2 separate regions of the Triticum aestivum genome follow, and region 1 is linked to region 2. Evidence: chromatin contacts called from public Hi-C data. All regions are on one chromosome and are shown on one strand. The core of a region is the stretch at or near the end of the contact, and the rest is flanking DNA. Distances in the headings are between cores, read along the strand shown. Region 1 holds the start of LOC123045966 (UPF0481 protein At3g47200). Region 2 has its middle 110 kb from the start of LOC123045964.

What was found. Hi-C and Micro-C count contacts between places; a contact is called where the count stands out from the background.
Region 1: a contact with region 2 is called in a Hi-C map of leaf, with 5 times the contacts expected there. The contact joins the promoter of LOC123045966 here to the enhancer-like site in region 2. A contact is called at or near these places in 2 of 5 Hi-C or Micro-C datasets (both in leaf).

What each region holds. Positions count from the first base shown.
Region 1 is chr2B:550,212,051-550,215,853 of IWGSC CS RefSeq v2.1, forward strand. It overlaps LOC123045966 (UPF0481 protein At3g47200), which reads right to left and starts at 2,362. Exons shown (of 1, transcript XM_044469226.1): 1 at 577-2,362. The coding sequence starts at 2,177. The coding sequence ends at 936.
Region 2 is chr2B:549,252,945-549,256,530 of IWGSC CS RefSeq v2.1, forward strand. No RefSeq gene overlaps it. Among protein-coding and RNA genes, the nearest start is that of LOC123045964, 110 kb to the left of the region's middle. Within about 2 kb of position 2,152, at least 5 of the 8 cell types and tissues checked have an H3K27ac peak or open chromatin away from gene starts, as enhancers often do. A contact at or near this core is called in leaf, where this site is marked.

The DNA of each region.
Region 1 (3,803 bases), core at 1,112-3,611, 960 kb after region 2:
TAACAAGGCGAGCATCGAAAGCTGTATATTTTGGTCAGGCTACTTCAGGACTGACTGCCTGGAGTGAACAACATTTGCACATGTTGGGATCCATTGTCAAGTTGATAGTAGTAGAGTGTGAGATACGCGGAGGCATGTATGCCCTTTATGCTCTGAATCAGGCATGACATAAACTAGAGCATAAGCATCGATGCTGCGGACACTCTTTTTTTTAGCCTACTGTGTTTTTTAGGGGAGAGCATCGACGCTGCTCACTGGAAGAATTGAATTGGTATCAAAAGGAAGAAAGATCCGTCTGGGGTGAGAAGGAAAGCCATCTGGCTCCAATGCTGCACGCCAGGGGCACTGCATGACTAGAGTACAAGCATCATTTATGTGTTCAAAACAAAATATGGACATTGGTGCATCCGCGCATGTTGTTGATCTACATCCAGATAAGAAAAGAGTTATATATGCCCACATGTAACTGAGTCGTGGAAGGACAGAAAACTTGGGGCCTTCCGTTCCTTCCACGTGTGAAAAACCTTTAGAATCAGGCTTAAACCAGACTGGCATTTGACCTTGCAAATGCTTAACTGAACAATTCTCCCTAGTCGCTAAAATTAAAATGTGTACAGTCATAAAATGTGCAGATGCAAATGCTCAATTGAACAATTCTCCACGACCATGAGAGCGTCCAACCCCCTCAAGATGTCCGAAGAACAGACGCTTAACACAATGAATTTGCTTATTTGTCACAAAAATCCTTCTCCCGCCAGAATCGAGTATATTAACAGGGTGCAACTCAAAGGGGGGGAGAAGAGTCCTTCCTTGACAAGAGAACCAACCAATCAATCGATCAATCAAAACTGCAATGCAAGCAACAAAGGAAAAAAAATGTCGAACTGTGATCCAGTCCACCTGCTGGAGGCTGGAGGCTGGAGCTGGAGCAAAGGCTAGGCCGGCGGGCGATAGTAGCTGTATGCGCTGTAGAAGGTCTGCATCATGGTGAGCAGCAGCAGGAAGACGCCGGCGACGACGGAGACGATCGCCCACGGGTTGGTGAAGTAGTTGTGCTGCAGGCTGGCCACCCACGTGCTCCACTTGTGGTCGTAGTACCGGTTCACCTGGTCCGACAGCCCGGAGAGGTAGCTGTCGTTGATGTCGAACACCACCTCCAGGCACAGCCGGTTGAACAGCTCCGCCACCTCGCCGTCGCTGCCCAGCCAGTGCTCGATGATGCCCCGGTCGTGCAGGTACTTGACGTCCTCCGCCGAGTTTATCAGGTTGTCCATGAAGATGGCGTACGAGGTGATGTTGTTCCCGCCCGGCGTCGCGATGTCCATGTGGCACTGCTCGAACGCGATCAGGTTCAGGAACAGCGCCTTGGTGCCGTCGTGGATGAGGATCCGCGGGATGTGGAGCACCCCCTTCTCGAACCGGATGTCCCAGAACCGGTCCGTGTTGCGCCGCCGCCGGCACCGGATGCCCGCCTCCCGTAGCTCCGACACGCAGTGCACGAACTGCTGCCGCCGCTTGTCGGCCACGCGCCGCAGCCCGGACCACTTCTTCAGCCACAGCCGCGCCGCCGGCGGAGGGGTGGGCTGCATCCCGGCGCGGAGGAGGCTGCGCCGGAACACGTCCAGGCAGTGCAGCATCGGGTTCGACAGCGGGTCGAACGCCGCCGCGGCCGCCGCGTCGGCGTCCACGGAGGATTCAAGCTTGAACCGGTCCTTCCGGTGCAGCGGCGTGTCCGTCGGCATCAGCGGGTCGAAGAACCGCACGGCGAGGCTGGCCACGGCCCCCGTCTGCTCCGGGTGGCCGAGCTGGATCCCGAGCAGCAGGTCCAGCACGAACAGCGGTATCTGGTTCTCGAGCAGGATCATGTCGCTGCGGATGGCGTGCATGGCGCCGCGCATCGCGAAGATGGGGTCGTGCCGCGAGTAGCCCAGGTCGTCCACGAACCCCTTGGCGCCGTCCAGCGCGCCGCGGAACAGCTCCAGCACGAAGGTCCCGTCCAGCACCAGGCACTGGGCGAAGTCGTTGGCCGGCATCCAGGCGACGAGCAGGCTGCGGGGAAGCGCCTGCCAGTGCGGCGACGGCGACGGGGACTTCTTGAGGTTGGCGTCGACGGTCTCCTTGAGCTTGAGCGTGATGAGGTACCAGCTCAGGACGTCCTTGTTGAAGACGGCGACCATTGGCGAAAGCTTGGCTTGGCTGGCCGGCCGTCTCGTCTCGTCTCGTGGTTACCGAGTCTTAACTGGGCCCGTTATGGACAGATCAAGGATGGCAAGCAACGTGAAGGATGATGATATTTTAGCTCGAAAATTTAATCGCAGATAATGATTGATGACTGGAGTTATCAGTGTTGCTTGTTGGTGCTGTACTATAATTATTGGAATTTCTTCTATAAAAAAGGAGTTTGCTGCCGAGTACTCCTTCGTAGTGGAGTACTTTGTTGCCGCCCTGGCGGTGCTCCGATTTTGCGACCTCGTGGCACATGCTTTTTTTTATGCTTCAGCTGGCGGCTCTACAGCGTAGCGTATACTATGCCTCAACTGGCCTGTATGAACTCATCTCATTCGCAAAAGAAGAGGAATTTGCTTACTTCAAGGCATCCAAACATCGCTTTTACTGTAAGCAATTTTCATGGCTTTGGTTGCTGCAAGATTCAACCAATCACGCCATCCTAATCATGCTCCAACCCCATGATGCTCCGACGTTTCCATCCAAATAACGCATATGTTTAACTAATACTCCATGTTATGTTTGACGAGCTCTTGACAGTGATCCTACGGATGAACATTCGATATTTGTTATTGTTGCATGTCAACGGCGCACCAATGAAATGGTCGGCGTGATGGGCGATTCGCTAGTGGAGGCTAGTGCCCGACACAGAGCTCAGGTTAGCAGATGCTTGGCTGAGGACCAAAAGTTGGCTAGCCACCCGGCACAAAACGGGCATCAGCTCCTGCCACCTCACGCCGTGACCGTGAAAAGAAGGAGGTTCTGGTCACACTTCGGAGATGTGGGGGGGGGGGGGGGGGGGGGGGGGGGGGGGGGGGGGGGGCGCACAAAGCCGGCGACGGCGAGGAGTGTGGTTGCAAACGGCGGATTTGCGATTCCTAGCCGTTGGGTGTCCTTCGGGAGTGCGGATTTGCGATTCCGGTAGTGGAGCGCACGCACGAACCCCGTCCCAAAGCTGAAGAAACCGCAGATCACTCCGTTCCCATTACCGGCGAGGCAAGGCCCACCGCATGTGGAGATTAAAGACTGAATAGTCACTGCAAGGAAGTTGATCATGGACTGTGGTGGCCGGAGCCTGCGGCAATAACTTGGCACGATGACGACCAGCCTGTGTCTCTCTCCAGGTCACTGTCAGTGGCAGGCAATAATCGGCCGCCGTTGTGGTTGGCTGCATCGTCCACTTCACAGTAATTGGCTTAACGTGTTTCAGTCTTAAATTCTTTGTAGAGTGGTCGCTCCTACGTAGGCAGACATAAATTGCTCGTTTCCTCCTGCATTCTCGAGTTTTTTTCTTCTGACTAAAACAATGCACATGCGTTGCAACGGGAGATAAATCTTCTAGTACGCCGGCTTGTGGTTTACCTGTCTATAATAATGCGATTATGTAAATAAATGATCATCAAATTCTATCCATGAATTACATTATATTTCGATCCGTAATTTTGATAAGTAAATTAAAGTGGAATTGGTTCAGAAGGTAAGTAATTAAGTTGATTTATTATCGATTATATAAGAAAGGTTGGACGAAAGGATGGTGGGAAGAAAGATGAAATGAAAAACTTACATTTTTTTTAAGT
Region 2 (3,586 bases), core at 902-3,401:
GTGGTTAGCGCTGCTTATGGTAGACCAGGAGGTCGAAGGTTCGAAACTCACCTGCCGCGAAGTTTTTGGCGTTAATAACAAAAAAACAAAATTGGACTGGCCTAGTGTGACACTATTGGGGGGGAGAGGGGGTATGCACCCGATTGCAGGTATAACTAAATCGGGCGCTAAAGGCGCCAAATAGGATTTGGCGATAGGAGGTCCCCTGCAAACCGGTCCCTGCAGCGCACCCCCTGCCCGTCTTGGTCGACCCAGTCGAGGTAGTGCCCTGTTCGACCCCTCGACATTCTGCCGCAAAATGCGGCAGATAGGAGGTCCCCCGCAATTAACCTTTTTTTTATTTATAATTAAGGTCCCCTGCAAATCGGCGCGTCCAACGTACCCCCCCCCCCCCCTCCAGCAACTGGGCCGGCCCATGCATCTGCCATTTATTCTGTTTTAAAGCTCAAAAAAGGTGCGGCTAAGAGAGTTCGTACTCACGTTCTATTCTTTATTCCACGAGAGTTCAAACTGCACTAACCACTAGGAAATGCCATCTATGTTTTTCTTTCCTGAATCTTTTAAATGCGTGAACTTGTTTCAAGTTCATGGTATTTTTAAAATTAACAAACTGTTTTTCAAATGCAATGAATTTTTTTGCAAATTTGATGGATTTTTTTCAAATTTGATGAACTTTTTTCCGGATTTGATGCAGTTTTTTCTCAAAATCGGTGAACATTTTGTGAAATTTGATGAACTTGTTTTCAATTTTGATGAACATTTTTTCCAAATTTGAACGTAAGTTTTTCAAATTCGATGAACTTTTTCCAAATTCGTTGATCTTTTCAATTTTGTTGAACTTTTTTTAAAATTTGATGAACATTTTTCAAATTTGATGAAATTTTTTCTGGTTTGATGTAGTTTTTTTAAAATTAGTGAACATTTTGTCAAATTCGATGATTTTTTTCCAAATTCGGTTAGCTTTTTTAGAATTCAGTGAATTTTTTTCAAATTTGTGAAATTTTCTTCGAACTTCATGAACTTCTTTTTCAAAATTGATGAACTATTTTGATTTGGTGAACTTTTTTCGAAAGCTATGAACCTTTTGAAAAGTCAATGAACTTTTTTCAAGTGCATTATCTTTTAGCTCGTGAACTTTTATTCAAATTCGCAGCTTAGTCCAAATTTTGTGATTCATTTTTCCAAATTTCATATTTTTTTAAGTTCGTGAATTTTTTTTAAATTTATTAATCTTTTTTTCCTAATTCGCAATTTTTTCCTCAAATCCAAGACATTTATCATTTCCGCAACCTTTTTCCATTTTCTATAAACCTTTTTCTCAAATATTTCGTTGTTTTCATTAGTTTCAGGAATTCATTTTCAAAGTTATGCTTTCATTTTTTATATTAATTATGTTGGATATATATACCACATAGATGAATCTTCTATACCTCTTTATTTATTTTTCGTATATTTCATAAATAATTAGTAGATACCCCAGAATGATTTTCATGAAAAAATATCATGTGTCTCATATTTTTTATGGTTTAGTTTTGCGCATATACTAATTTGTTTGTACGTGAAAAATGTATATTACAAAAACTACGTCGCAAGTGATACTTTTTCAACAAAACTCGTACTGGGGTATCTTACAATATTTAATGAAGTATATTGAGAATGATAAAAAGGTATAATCAATGCATATATGAGGTATATTGAAGATGGGAGTACATACTCCCAAGAGTACAGAAAATTAGTTCTATATAATAATAATAATAATAATAATAATAATAATAATAATAATAATAATAATAATAATAATAATAATAATAATCATAATCATAATAATAATCATAATCATAATAACATATGTTACTCACAAAAATAAAACGATAAATATATTAACTAAAGTAAGGTTCAAATAAAGCTGCTTCCTAATATTAGACAACAAAATGAGGACGACCTAGCGGTTGCCAGCTACGACCTTCCATGTTCCCATCCGTGGTTCGAATCCTACTTCTCCCAGTGCAAGTTACTGGGCCGGCTAGCTACAGGTCCCCTGCAAGCGGCAACTAGTTTAAGCGGCGTTGAGGGCGTCAAATAGGAGCTCCCTGTAGAGGAGGTCCCACCTTCACGCGTCCAGCAGCTCGTACACACGTAATTCTAAAAAAAAAATACTAGTCCACGGGTGGCTGCACCACGCCCAACTTCAGCCTGTACAACAGCTTTCAACCTGGGCCTTAGTATGCACGTCGTCACAGCCTTTCCTTGCCCGGGCCTTAAGCCACAACCACACCACGAGCGCCTTAGGCCTCCTACCGAGTTGGTGTTGTCTAAAGGTCCATTCTTCATCAGGCTCGGCCAGGCCTTCCAGGGCCAGGGTGACGGCATAATAACAAGATGAAGACTGTGTAATAGAAAAAAATCTGATAAAATTTCTGAAGAAGGCTAATGGGGATATCATTAATGATCCGGTTGAACTTGAGGAGGAAACCACTCAATTTTACAAGGACTTGTACACATCAAAGGGGATCTCTAATACATGAACCTTATGTTGGATGCTCAGTACATAGCGGAGGAAGTCAAGACTAAATTATTCCAAATGTTTCCTACTAAAGCTCTAGGGCCGGATGGTTTCCCAACCCATTTCTTACAGAAGCATTGGGATATTTGTGGTGACACGTGTGGTGCTATGTATTGTCGATGGGGAAGAGAGTGCACAGGCTATTAATAATACTATCTTGGTTCTCATACCAAAGATAAAAAAATCCATCCTCTCTTACACAATTTCGTCCTATTAGTTTATGTAATGTCCTGTACAAGATTGCCTCCAAGGTAGTGGCCATCGCTTGAAGGAGGTCCTTCCAGAGATTTCGACGGAGTAATCAACTTTTCTTCCAGGCCGTCTCATCACTGATACTATTATTGTGGCATACGAATGCTTGTATTTCATGAAAAGGAATAGGGCGATAAAGCACCACCACTGTGCTCTGAAGCTATATATGATACAAGCATATGACATAATTGAATGGGAACACCTAGAGGCAATAATGAGGAAACTTGGTTTTTGACAAGTGGGTGGCACTAGTTATGAGCTTCGTAAATTTAGTATCTTACTCGGTTTCTTTAGTTGGTAAGAAGCTTGACGAGTTTGTTCCAACAAGAGGCATACGGCAGGGAGATCCTATTTCACCCTACCTTTTCCTGTAAGCAGCGGAGGGCCTTCCAGGCCTCCTCAAATCCAGAGACCAGTCGTCTCAACTGGGTGGATTACAAATGGCCCCCTCAGCACCACCAGTTAACCACTTATTGTTTGCAGATGATAGCTTGCTGTTTTTCAAGGCGAATGGACAAAGGGTGCCCAACTAGTGTTAAGGAAGAGGTAAAAGGAGTTCTAAATGTGCAAAATGAAAACCTGAGTGAAAAGTACCTTGGTATGCCATCTGACATTGGGGCATCCAAAACAAGTGCGTTTAAGTATTTGAAGGATATTTTATGGGGAAAAGTTAAAGGATGGATTGAGCAACTGATCTCCGCAGCAGGCAAAGAAATTTTGATCAAGTCTATCGCTCAGGCTGTACCTGTGTATTCCATGTCATGCTTTAAA